Regions from separate parts of the Danio rerio genome. Here region 1 is linked to region 2. A link is a contact called in public Micro-C data. All regions are on one chromosome and are shown on one strand. The core of a region is the stretch at or near the end of the contact, and the rest is flanking DNA. Distances in the headings are between cores, read along the strand shown. Region 1 holds the start of pigg (phosphatidylinositol glycan anchor biosynthesis class G (EMM blood group)). Region 2 holds the start of fnta (farnesyltransferase, CAAX box, subunit alpha).

Evidence for each region. A called contact is a pair of places that touch in the nucleus more often than the background predicts.
Region 1: a contact with region 2 is called in a Micro-C map of caudal fin, with 20 times the contacts expected there. The contact joins the promoter of pigg here to the promoter of fnta in region 2. A contact is called at or near these places in 6 of 18 Hi-C or Micro-C datasets (caudal fin, embryo, hematopoietic stem cells and 2 more) and 1 of 4 datasets of contacts at active chromatin or transcription factors (embryo).

The regions. Positions count from the first base shown.
Region 1 is chr14:4,435,950-4,443,107 of GRCz12tu, reverse strand. pigg (phosphatidylinositol glycan anchor biosynthesis class G (EMM blood group)) reads left to right here and starts at 4,860. Exons shown (of 13, transcript XM_073922448.1): 1 at 4,860-5,216; 2 at 6,872-7,080. The coding sequence starts at 5,063. lrp2bp (LRP2 binding protein) reads right to left here and starts at 3,989. Exons shown (of 9, transcript NM_001098776.1): 1 at 3,672-3,989; 2 at 1,279-1,385; 3 at 1,004-1,117; 4 at 1-130. The coding sequence starts at 3,777.
Region 2 is chr14:4,019,243-4,026,064 of GRCz12tu, reverse strand. It overlaps fnta (farnesyltransferase, CAAX box, subunit alpha), which reads right to left and starts at 2,812. Exons shown (of 9, transcript NM_001080560.2): 1 at 2,592-2,812; 2 at 1,737-1,822. The coding sequence starts at 2,725. It overlaps gstp1.2 (glutathione S-transferase pi 1.2), which reads right to left. Exons shown (of 7, transcript NM_131734.3): 5 at 6,079-6,182; 6 at 5,856-5,957; 7 at 5,377-5,767. The coding sequence ends at 5,579.

The DNA.
Region 1 (7,158 bases), core at 3,611-6,110, 410 kb before region 2:
TGCTGGACGCCTGCACCCCAAAACCCTCCAGATACGCCTGACCAAGGTTATACAGCGCTGCGTATCTGACAGAGCCCGCTTCAGACGAATCCCAGAATGCAACTCTTCCCATGTACTCCACTGCTCTGCCCTGTTAAAGTTTACATATAGACATCCATTAAGCCTGTTTACATTAAGGATTATAACTACGACAATAAAGATTTAGCTTTAATAATGAAATATATATGTATATAATAATAAAAATGGCATTCATCTTTAATTATAATAGCACAAAGTAAGGAAATCTTTGTGATGTTTTGGTGCATGCAAAATAAGCAGAACAATATTACGCACTGATGTGCACACTTGTATATTTGTTATAATATTTATTTATAGTTATTTGGTCTTGCTATTTATATTGCTATAATATATATATATATATATATATATATATATATATATATATATATATATATATATATATATATATATATATATATATATATATATATAGAAAGGACATTTTTCTTATTTTAACTTCTATTTAACAACATTTCTAATACTAATAAAAACTCAATCAAGCTATGAGTAAATACTAATAAATAATTAGGAAATACTTAGAGGGACAGTTCAGCCAAAAATGGAATTTCCTCACTCAAGTGCTTTTAAAATTATGAATTTCCTTCCTCTGTTGAACACAAATGAAGATATTCTGAAGAATGTTGGAAAACAAGCAGCCATTGACATCCATAGAAACAAAAAAATACTATGGAGGTCAATGGCTGTTTTTGCAAACATTCTTCAGAATATCTTCCTTTGTGTTCAAAAGAAACTCAATCAGGTTTGGAATGATTGTTAAATTTAGGTGAACTATCCCTTTAAAGTGAATATTGTATTTTAATATTATTGCTGTTTAGATGGCATTAATATATCACATACAGGCTTTGATAATTGCATTTGCTTGCTCTTAGCATGTTTTTTATATGATTTACTGTAGAGTTCATAACATCAATAAGTTCCTCACAAGGTCTTCTTTGGTTCCAAGGCCGTCGTAGTATATGACAGCGAGCTGATAGAGAGCTTGAGGATCTTTATCTTTAATTCTGTTAAAGATGAGCTCTGCTTCAGTATAGCAGCCCTAAAGGAACAAAGACACAACTGTGAACATCACCAAACCATCATGAATGAATCTACTGCCTGTCTGAGGCAAAAAAAAAACTCATTCTCACACCATTCTATCTTGTAATATATGTATTACATATATTACAGTATAATGACCACCAGGAGTATGACCATCACCTGCACATAGTGTAACTGTCCCAGGAGGAAGGTGGCTTGTGAATCTCCTGTTTCTGCTTTCTCTTTCAGCAGATTCATTGTCTTCTCCACCGATGCAGCATTGGTCTCTGCTTAAATTAAGTTAAATAGAAATGGAAAACATTCAAGCATTAAAACAGTAAATACAGCTTTACTTTTCACCCATAAATTACAATTAATCTTGTATATATAAATTTTTTTTTTACTTCAGAACTATAATCCTTTTACGACAAATTAATTAAAATAATTAAAGATATCAAAAGAATGAAAGATTACAGCCCCAAATACAAAAAAAAAACCCTGATAATTTAGATCAGAGATGGCCAAAAGTAGGGCCAAAATTTGGCCCACGGTAGTACTTTTTTAGTATTTGGGGCTGTGTAAATTTCCTGTTTGCTTTCTCTTTCAGCAGATTCACCGTTTTCTCCACTGATGCAGCATTGGTCTATGCTTAAATTAAACTAAACGGATATGGAAAACATTCAAGCATTAAAACAATAAATACAACTTTACTTTTCACCCATAAATTACAATTAGTCTCGTATATTTTTCTTTTACTTCAGAACTATAATCCTTTTACGACATATTAATTAAAATAATTAAAGATATCAAAAGAATGAAAGATTACAGCACCAAATACTAAAAAAAAAACCCCTGATAATTTAGATCAGAGATGGCCAAAAGTAGGGCCAAAGTTGGCCCATGGTAGTACTTTTTTAGTATTTGGGGCTGTGTGTGAATCTCCTGTTTCCTTTCACTTTCACCGTTTTCTCCACTGATGCAGCATTGGTCTCTCCTTAAATTACTGTAAATTAAATAAATAAAATAAATAAAATATAAAATAATAAATATAAATCTAAATATAATGTGTATTCCTGCAGGTTTTGCCAAGTTAAATTTAAGACTTTTAAGACCATTATGAATACAATTTTAGACTTATACAACACTAAGGTTTTTTGTTTTTTTATATCCCAGTTGGAAAAGATTTTCACTTGACCTATCAAAAAATTATTATAATTTAATATAAATTTAATAATAAAAAGGTCAGGTCAGGATCTTCATTAGTAAATAAATGAAGTTTCACAAACAAATTTCGAGAGGAATCACATGATATGACTGACAGTCATATCACCAATCAGATTATTCCAAACTCACTATAAGAAGCCAAGCAAAAACTACTCCCTTATCTTCGTTTTCCAAAGAACCCCCCCCCCCCCCCCCCCCCATCAACTATCTCCGAGCTCAGGGTTCTCTCCAGGGATAGCATGTCCAACCTGCTAACATTTGTCAAACAATATCTAAGTGAACTCTTGAAATGAAGAAAGTTTAAACAAATGTTTCAGTAAGAAAGTAATTAAATGCTATTTTTTTATTAAAAAAGGTAAATATTTAATTGAGATGGATTGTTGGTGATTGTTTGAGAGCTAGATTGGGTAGCTACACACGTGCAAAGGAAAATTAAGACGTGTTAAACAAAAGATTTAAGACCTACAACACAATACTTAAGTAGACTTAAGACTTTTTAAGGACTAAAATTTAGCTTTTGAGATTTAAGACCCTGCGGACACCCTGTATTTTGACCAACTGTTTATTTTTATTTTGTGCGAATATGATCTAGAACAGGGCAGCGTGGTGCTGCAGTGGGTAGCAATGTCGCCTCACAGCAAGAAGGTTGCTGGTTTGAGCCTCGGCTGAGTCAGTTGGTATTTCTGTGTGGAGTTTGCATGTTCTCTCCGTGATTACGTGGGTTTCCTCCAGGTTTCCCCCACAAGTCCAAGGACATGCGCTGTAGGTGAATTGGGTAAGCTAAATTTTCCGTAGCGTATGTGTGTGAATGGAGGTGTATGGGTTTTTCCCAGTGATGGGTTGTGGCTGGAAGGGCATCCGCTGCGTAAAACATATGCTGGATAAGTTGGCGGTTCATTCCACTGTGGCGACCCCAGATTAAAGGAACTAAGCCAAAAAGAAAGTGAATGAATGAATGATCTAGATAACGACAGATTGAATACAAGTTCTACGTTTAACTTAAAAAAGAAACTTAGAACTTTCATAAGGTTTCTTATGTTTTTATAACGTTACATAAATATATGTTTGTAGTTGAAAATTATTTCACTCATATTTGCACTTTTCCCACACAAAATAAATAAAAAACATTAACACAGAGACACTTCACTTGAATTCATTAGCATTCTATAATTTGTTTATATATATATATATATATATATATATATATATATATATATATATATATATATATATATATATATATATATAAACTTGTCTAACTATAGTTAAGCAACATAAATTGTTCGTAAATATTATGATAAATAAAACCTGCAGCAAATTTTGTGTTAAATGTCGTAGTTTTGCTTCACCTGAATGCGTCGACTCTTCTCTGCCTTCTTCATAAATCTGGTTTATAGCTCTGAGGAGCTGTGAGGGTTTGCTTTTCTCCGTCGAGTCCAGTTCACTGCAGTCCATTTCACTCGACGCTTTACTAACGGCTGTCTCTAAATCACTTCTTTCAAACACGCTTTACTATTACTGTCAGTCAGAAACATTTAATAAAACAAACAGGGTTTCTTTTTCCACTGAGCTGTGGTTTTCTCTGACAATAAAGTCAGATAAAAAGAGACAGAAAGAAACGCGTGTCTTACGGCGGAGAAAGTAAATAAAGCGCCGCCAAATACACTAAGTGTTACCATGACAACCGTTGATGGCCTCACAAACAGCACTTGTGACGCTTGTTATTCGTATTTTATTATATATTTACAATTCAAGTGTTTATGTTTTCTGTTGGCTTTATGAATGTGGTTCCCCTCAAATATTTTTCCGTTGTTATGAAAACCCAAAGCACATATCTAATTTCTTTATTTTGTAGGCATTTATGTTCACAAGCAAAAATGGTTTATGTCATTTTTGTGTTTTCAGTAAATTTTCTGGTTGAATTGAGTTATTTAATTTCATATTTGAGAGCACAAATGTTATGCTTTTATTATTATTATTATTATTATTATTATTGTTATTATTATTATTATTATTATTATTATTATTATTATTAATCGATAAACACAAAGGCCTGTTTGGTCTGCATGCTTGTCTATGCATTTATATATTTGCCATCACAATGTTATGTATACTCTATATAAATAGCAATATACTAATCAACATTTTTATAGTTATAGTTAATACTCAATATTATAATTATTCAACAATAATGCTAAACATTATATAATAATGCTAAATTATATAATATTACAACAATAATACTAAATTAGTTAATTATTCTACAATATACTGTAAATTTTTCTTCTCCCAATTGAAATGTGATTTAACAAAACAAATGAATATTTTTGTTAGTCATTTACTAACATCTGTAATACAATTTTAGGTATTTACATTTTAACATATGTACTATAAATGCAAATAAAATGTTTTACATAGAATTTTTTTTTAAAATTTATTTATTTATTTTTTTTTATGTTTTACATAGATGTTTTGCTTCTGATTACAAAATAAGAGTCCGCAAACACAGCAAGAATTGAGCCTTGTGGGTTGCCGTCGTGACCCACATGTCACAACACGGAAATGAAAATTCAAAACACTAATCCGGCAGATTCTTGATTAATCGTGTGGATTTAGTGCATTTTCTGTCAAAAGTCATTTGTTTGCGGTCAGTGAGGAATCAGGCCCCAGGCTGGACTCTCGACGTGTGTTTTTTCATGAGTGTGTGGAGTGTTATTGATGACAGCTACTGATCTTAATCATGAAGCTGAGCTCTTCAGTATTTGCTTTATTGTGTCTCATACTTGAGATTGTGTCCATCGCTCTTTTCCTGAGAGGATTCTTCCCTGTTCCTGTCAAATCCTCCTTTTCAGCCAAGAGCAAAGTGACTGATATTCCTGCAGAGCCACAGACAGGTAAATATTAAGGAGGCTGATAATAATGAAGATAATGATGATTATATAGTAATTTAAATGGTATGATTTCCCCCAACGCTAAATTATCTATAATATTTTCATTGAGCCCGATTAACTTTTTGCTGTTGTTTAATAATTGTTTCATGTTTTAATTTTTGATAGTTTGATGTGTGAAATTATTTATAATTAATTACCTGATTTTTGTTGTTATTTTTTGCGTCATTTTATGTATTATTTTATGATTTTAATTAGTGTTTTTTATAACTCAGTCAGAACAGTTAATAATTTAAGGGTATCATTTTATGTTTTTAATTTTAATTATCAAAATCAGCTTATTACTTATAAGAAATTAAGATTTGAAATAAAATTTTAGTGTCACAAATGATTCCAAATTAAACAACATTTATTTATTTATTTATTGAATTATCCAGTATTTACATTTATTCAATAAATCTTAAGGCAAACCAATTTTACATTTATATATATATATATATATATATATATATATATATATATATATATATATATATATATATATATATATATATAAGGTATTTATTAAGAGGCTGATTTAGATGATGATGATTGTATAGTAATTTAAATGGTATTATTTTCCTTAAAATTAAATTATCTGAAATATTTTCCCTGAGCCCGATTAATTCTTTGCTATTGTTTAATAATTGTTTTATATTTACATTTTTGATGGTTTGATGTGTGAAATTATTTATAATTAATTACTAGATTTTTGTTTTTATTCTTTGTGTTTTTGTGTAGTTTTATGTATTATTTTATTATTTTAATTTGTGTTTTTTTAACTCAGTCAAAACAGTTAATAATACATGGGTATCATTTTATGTTTTTTAAATTTTAATTTTCAAAATCAGCTTATTACTTATTAGAAATTAAGATCTGGAATTTAATTTTAGTTTCAAAAATGAGTCCATATTTAACAATTTATTTATTTATCCAGTCTTTATGTTTATTTAATTAATTTTAAGGCAAAACTATTTTCCACAGTTATATTTTAATTAATTAATTATATATATATATATATATATATATATATATATATATATATATATATATATATATATATATATATATATATATATATATACATACATATATATATATATATATATATATATATATATATATATATATATATATATATATATACATACAAATAAGTAAATAAGTAAATTTCTGCTTCTCTTGACTTTTTTTACATTTGTGTTTATTATATTTCTATAATATATAAATTTGGCTGTACTAGTTTTTTGACCGGTATTGTAAGTTTTTATGTTAGTAGTTAAGCTTTGACACATTTGACTTCAATACTGATTAATCTAATGTATATGCACAAATATAATATTGTACATATATTTTTTCCCCAATTTCTGTTTAATGGAGAGCAGATTTTTTTCAGCATATATCCTAAACACAATACTTTTAATAACTCATTTATAATAACTGTGTTATTTTATCTTTGCCATCAGCATTGAATAAAAAATATAGAATTAAACCAATCAGTGGTGGCGAGTGATAACAATAATAGTAATGATAATAATACTGACAGTAAAAATGACAACAACAACAATAATACTACAACAGCAACAACAGAGAGTCAGATAAGAGTGTTTTTGTTTCTGCAGGTAATAATGCAGTTAACTCCAGCCGAGCGCCGGCGCTGCTGTTTAAGCGTGTGGTGATAGTCCTGATCGACGCTCTCAGGGAAGACTTTGTGTTCAGCTCTGATGGACGGAGGTTTATGCCCTACACCAGACACGTGGTGGAGAAAGGCTCGTCTCACAGCTTCATCGCCAAAGCCAGACCGCCCACCGTCACCATGCCCAGAATTAAGGTCAGAAGCAGTCCAATCACATCTTTTCATTACTAGTTAAGATTTGTTTTTGGGTCACACTTTACAAAAAGGTTTCAT
Region 2 (6,822 bases), core at 1,563-4,062:
ATTACAGCTGACTGTTTGCTAGACAAGTTATTGCATGATTACTTGACTATATACAACTTTTTACATAAACCATTCATACATATAACCAAATAAATAACAGTCAACAATTATAAACATTTTGTTTATCCATGCGTAAGTGTGTGTTGGTAATGGGAAAAACTAAGCTTTTATAAACCATTGGTTTGGAATTTGATTTATTGTTTTAAATAGTTCATAACGCCTTGTGCTATAGGGACACCTGGTGGTCAGAACTGTAAATGCAACCAAATCTCAAGCAATACATTAATTTGAATTAATTTTAGGGGTTTTCATCTTTATTGGAATAGGACAATTAAGACTACAGATAGTAAAGCAGGAAGAGGGAAAGTATCAGAAGGAAAAACCCAAACCAGGTTGCCATGGTCACCATAGTGCTTTGACAACGCACTAACCACAAGGCTATAGGAATGGATATGCTGTGAAATTAAACATTTCAAGTATATCCTAAAATATAAATAAAGCGTATCATTTAATATAATTTAATATTAAGTGTCTTCATACTATGTGTTCTTTTATACGTTTTCAAGACTTATATTTTGTTTGTTCAATTCCAAGATATTCTGTTTTTTTTTTAACTATTATTCCTTCTCATTTAACAGATATCTCATTAAAACCTCAATTAAAAATTCTTAAAACTGAAATAAAATCGGGGGGTTTTTGATTTATGTTGATTGTATCATATCACACAGATCACCCCCTAGTGCAGAAGAATTCAAACTATTTAGAAACAGTAAATAGTTAATCAAGCCTCAGTTACAGAAATCAATTTGATACATACTCTTGATCACTGATTTGAAACAAAAACTTCATAAAAGTTTTGAAGCTTCATAAATCAATTATTTAAAATCAGCCATTACTAGTGTGTGTGACAGAATTGAGCTACATGTACATGAGAAAGCAAAAACATTTAATTTATGGACTTTTAAGAGATATAAGAAAAAGTAAAACAAAATGAATAAATAAATAAAATGAAAGAATGGATGAATAAAATGAATAAATAAATGAATAGATAACTGAATTAATAAATAAATTAAATGAATGAATGAGTTTATTATTTGTTTATATTTTCTTCTACTTAACTCTTTTATTACTGATTATGCAAAGCACTTTGATTTGCCACTGTGTATGAAATGTGCTATATAAATAAACTTGCCTTGTCTTGAATAAATACATAAATAAAATGAACATGAATGAATAAATGAATAAAATGAATAAATGAATGAATGAATGAATGAATGAAGCAATAAATAAAATGAATAAATAAATGAATAAGATGAATGAATGAATGAATGAATGAATAAATGAATGAAGCAATAAATAAAATAAATGAATAAATGAATAAGATGAATGAATGAATGAATGAATTAATGAATGAAGCAATAAATAAAATGAATGAATAAATGAATAAGATGAATGAATGAATGAATGAATGAATGAATGAATGAATGAAGCAATAAATAAAACTAATGAATGAATAAATAAAAACACAAAATAAATACATAAACAAATAAATAAATAAAATGAATGACTGAATAAATAACATGAATAAATTAATAAGTAATTAAAAAATAAAAGAAAGAAAAGAAAAACTTAAATAAACATCAACTAGAATAACAGACTGACAACTCAATAGTCTGAGACAACGACAGTGTGGCAATATTAAAAAGTGAAATCTCCCCTGAATAAAAGACACTCACACTTCTCTGAATAAGCAATCTTCACCACAGGGTTTGGTCCGTCATCTTGAGGAACAGGTTCTAGATCAGCCCACTCTTTTCTGTCTCTAAAACAGCACAAAAAAAGGCACAACAAATGTGATTTTTAGACTCACTGATTAACTTACTGGTCAGTAACTTAAGCCAGATTTGATTGAAATCTTCACCTCTTAATTAATTATTCTCTTAATTAAAAAAGGGTTAATCACCTCTTCAGACTCTTAATTCAGACCATGTTTATCAGGACTTTTATTTCATTCAGTCTGAAATGGCATGCAAGAGTGACTTCAAAACCATCAAAAACCATTACCACTATTACAATGACATTGTTGATAGTCATTGGCTGCTAATACGATTTCACGGTTAGGAATCTGTAAAGAATACTTTTCTGAACTTACATTACTAAGGAGAAAGTCCAAATGTCCAAATTCACCTCAATATTTATCCTTTAGTTTTGCTCAGATTGTAGCATAACGTTATTCCTGTTCAGTCATGATTCAGCTCAAAAGAATCATTCAGACCAACACATTTGATTCACGAGGTAAAAACTGACATTAGAAAAGTAAAACGAAACATTAGAATTAGAAAACACCTCCAGACTGTGTGAACTTTGAGCTTCACCAAAGATTTCATTCAAATCTTTTATATTAAGCTGACTCGGTTCGTGTGAATCACTCATATAACTTGCATATCACACACAACTTGTCTTTAATTAAACATTCGCAATCTTACATCTTCTTTAAAGTTGATGTCCCACATAATAAAGAGAACTTTAAGAAGTAATCAGTTCTAAGTAGAGTGATTAGCCACAAATGCTAGGCTAGCTGCTAACCTCACCTGTAGAAGATATAACCTCCTTTAACGGGCTCCTCGTACTCCATCTCCGCGTCCTCTACTAAATCGTCATTTTCTACTCCATCCTCCTCCAGATTTTCCGCTACGGAGTTGGAAATTTCTTCAACAGAGGACATTGTGGATAAAAATGCACCTGACTAAAAAGTGTGCAGAGCTGAGAAGCTGACAGATGCAGGAAGGCGGAGACACTCCGGATGCAGTAGGTTTTCAAAATAAAAGTATGTAGTATCAAAATTAGGATTTAAAAAAAAAAAAAAATAATAATAATAATAATAATAATAATAATAATAATAATAATAATAATAATAAACCGTTGCTGTCAGAATTATTAGCCCTCCTGTTACATTTTAAATATTTTAGAATTTATTCCACAGGTTCAGTTAAATGGAGGGAATATTTTTGTGGCACATTACTAATTTCTAATAACTGATTTCTTTTATCTTTGCCATGATGACAGTACATAATATGTTATTAGATTTTTTTTTTAAATACTAGTATTCAGCTAAGGGCATTTAAAGGCTTAAATAGGAAAACTGGGCAAGTTACTGTATAACAGTGGCTTGTTCAGTAGACAATCGAAAGCAAATAATGCTTAAGAGGACTGAATTTATTGACCTTAAAATGGTTTAAGAAAAATGAATAACTGCTTTTATTCAAGCCGAAATAAAACAATTAAGATAATGAAAAAATATTATAGGAAATACTGTGAAAATTTCCTTGCTCTGTTAAACATAATTTGGGAAACATTTGTAAAAGAATAAAAATCAAAGGAGGGCTAATAATTTTGACTTCAACTGTACATATATTTTATTATTTTATTTATATATTTATAATCAATGTACATGTCAAAGAAGAAAAGGAAAAGAGTTTTCTGAATATTAGAAACTGTGCACGAAAAGACTGTCACATATTTCTCCCCATTAAGCACAGAAGTCACTAACTTGTAATTTAGTTTACATACCAAAATAAATGTCAGACACATCTCAAACATTCGGGAAAAGCGCAGCCCAAAAACACCATATAATTTAATCTGAATACCACTATCTTTGAACCTGCCAGATTTTATTCATTCATCAGCAAAGATGTTCAAATCCTTTAAAATTGCTTTCTCTTGTAAATTGATTTAAAACTTTTTGTATTACATAAAAAAAGTCTTTTCTAATTAAAAAAAAATTATTTCTAAAAAATTATATCTCCAATTTCTGTTTAACGGATTGAAGATTTTTTTCAGCACATTTCTAATCATAATAGTTTTAATAACTCATTACTAATAACTGATTTATTTTATCTTTGCCATGATGACAGTAAATAATATTTGACTAGATATTTTTCAAGACACTTCTATACAGCTTAAAGTGACATTTAAAGGCTTAACTAGGTTAATTAGGTTGACTAGGCAGGTTAGGGTAATTAGGCAAGTTATTGTATAACGATGGTTTGTTTTGTAGACTATCAAAAAAAAAATAGCTTAAAGGGGCTAATAATTTTGACCTGAAAATGGTGTTTAAAAAATTAAAAACTGCTTTTATTCTAGCCAAAATAAAACAAATAATACTTTCTCTAGGAGAAATAAATAAAATATTTAAATTAGGAAAAATATTTAAATTAGAAATATTTGAAAAAGAAAAATATTGAAGGGTGCTTATAATTCTGACTTCAACTGTGTGTGTGTGTGTGTGTGTGTATGTGTGTATATATATATATATATATATATATATATATATATATATATATATATATATATATATATATATATATATATATATATGTGTGTGTGTGTGTCTGTGTGTGTGTGTGTAAACACACAAACACCAATTAGATGTTTGCAACATAACATTTCAAATACTGTACTTTTTAATGTTAAAATGAATAAACAATTTACAAATAATAAAACAAATAATTTAATAAATTATAATATGAATAAATTAAGAATAGTTTTTTTTATATATACACTTTCTGAAAAAAAGTTGTTGCCTATCCAAGTTTTAGGAACAACAAATAATAAATTGTCTTCTAGTTGATCATTTGGTATCAGAAGTGGCTTATATGAAAGGCAAAGGCCTCTAGAATACACTTATTTTACCGAAATAAGATATGATCATGCCTTGATTTTTAATGATTTAATTAGGACAGTAAGGTCTGATTTTGCTTCGATAAAAGTCTTGTCACCGAACAGAAATAATGTCCAGTATAGAGTATAAAGTCATACTGCAGTGGAGACAGTATGAATATTGTGTCTGACTCCATCATGAGTTTGGAGGACTGCATCCATACATCTCTGCAATGACTCAAATCACTGATTAATAAAGTCATCTGGAACAGCAAAGAAAGCGTTATGCAGGACTCCCAGAGTTCATCAAGACTCTTTGGATTCGTCAATGCCTCCTCCATCTTACCCCAGACATGCTCAATTTTCATGTCATATGTTGCAATTTTAAAATACAGAATATGGTTACCTAAATTTAGTATACGTACATACTGTACTAGTATACTCCCAGCCACAACCCAGTACTGGGAAACATCACTTTTACATTTATACACTACAGCCAATTTAGCGCAACCAATTCACCCATACCACATGTGTTTGGACTGGAGGTGAGACCGGATGACCCAGAGCAAACCCACACCAACACAGGGAGAACATACAAATTCCACAGCAATGCCAACTGGCCCAGCCGGGACTCCAATCAGCAACCTTCTTGCTAAGAGGCACCAGTGCCATTTTAAAACAAATATATAAAAGAATCACTGAAGCCATTTCAGTTGCTTACGTTTTTTTTTTTTATTATTCAGAATAACTGATACATGGAATTTCTGTTAGTAAAAACTATCAAAACAGTAAGACATACAAAATAGATTTCCATACAAAGACATGAGACATCAAGCAAATCATTGAGCACCAGTTAAGGCTGTTTTAGCAGTAAGTGTCGTTGTTGGAGAATGTTGTACCGACGTTGTCTAGTGTTGATTTACTGTTTGCCGTTGCCGTTGATGGGCAGTTTCTTGAAGTTCTCGCACTCCAGCAGAGCTTTGACTTTGGGACGGGCAGAGATCTTGTCCACGAAGCTCTTGAGAGACGGGAAAGAGTCCAGACAGGAGGGAGAAAGCACCTTCAGATTCAGCAGGAGATCGAACAGGTTGTAGTCTGCAAATGAGATCTGGAGAGAAGGGAAATAAAGCGTTAGTGATGGTAAAACTTTAGCATCCACTTAATAATGCTGCTGTTGTTCCAACTAGACATCTCACCTGATCACCAACCAGGAATCCGGTTTTGTTTTTGGCCAGAACATTTTCAAAGCATTTGAGGTGGTTGGGCAGATCTTTGATGAACGCTTCTTTACCGGTCTCCTACAGACACAATAAGAAGAGCTCATACATACAGCTATGTTTATCATGTATTTGCTCTAAAATAGTTTAGTTTTTTCCACCCAAGGTCTGTGAGATCTACAAAAATCACATCATTGCTTACATATTCCTGGTAGATCAGCTTTATGTACTTCAGGCGAAGATCTTCAACGCCGTCGTTCATCACGTCAATGAGGGAAGCCTCACTGTCGTTTTTGCCATATGCAGCTGAATGCAAAACAACAACAAAAAATGTATATTGGGTTTAATTTTTAGAGTGCCAAACTGTAGTATGCTAAACTTATGAACACGGAGCAATTCCAGCGTTATGGATGTGACATTTGCAGTAAAAACTAAACAAATTCATCGAGAAAGTGTATGTTGAAAACATCTGCTTATATTTTCCCAAAACTACAAACCACAGTTTACGTAGTTTGCCCGCCATTTGGATTTATAGAGAACCCAGCTGTTTTAGGTGAAGTAGTAAAGTCTTAGATAGATGTAGCATCTCATATTTTCGATTAAAGCGCCTTAAATTTATAAGTTATTACGTTTTTTTGCAGAGCTCACCCAACTTTTACCTTACTCCATCGCCTGCTCAGTCCAAACCACAGTTATGAGGTCAGAAAAAATAATCTGTAAACCTTTTTTATATTTTCAATGAAGAAAATAAACATGCGTTATGGATGGGACCATAAAGTTAGTGAGTTTACAAAAAACGTTGTAGAAATTCCGTGAATTAAACTGCACAACCCAAAAGAAACAATAATCAGAAGAGTAAGAGTGGACTCTCTATGGAACAAAAAACAAATGTTAATTTATTTTTACATTTATAAGGGAAAAGCTTGGTTATGGATGAGACATCTCT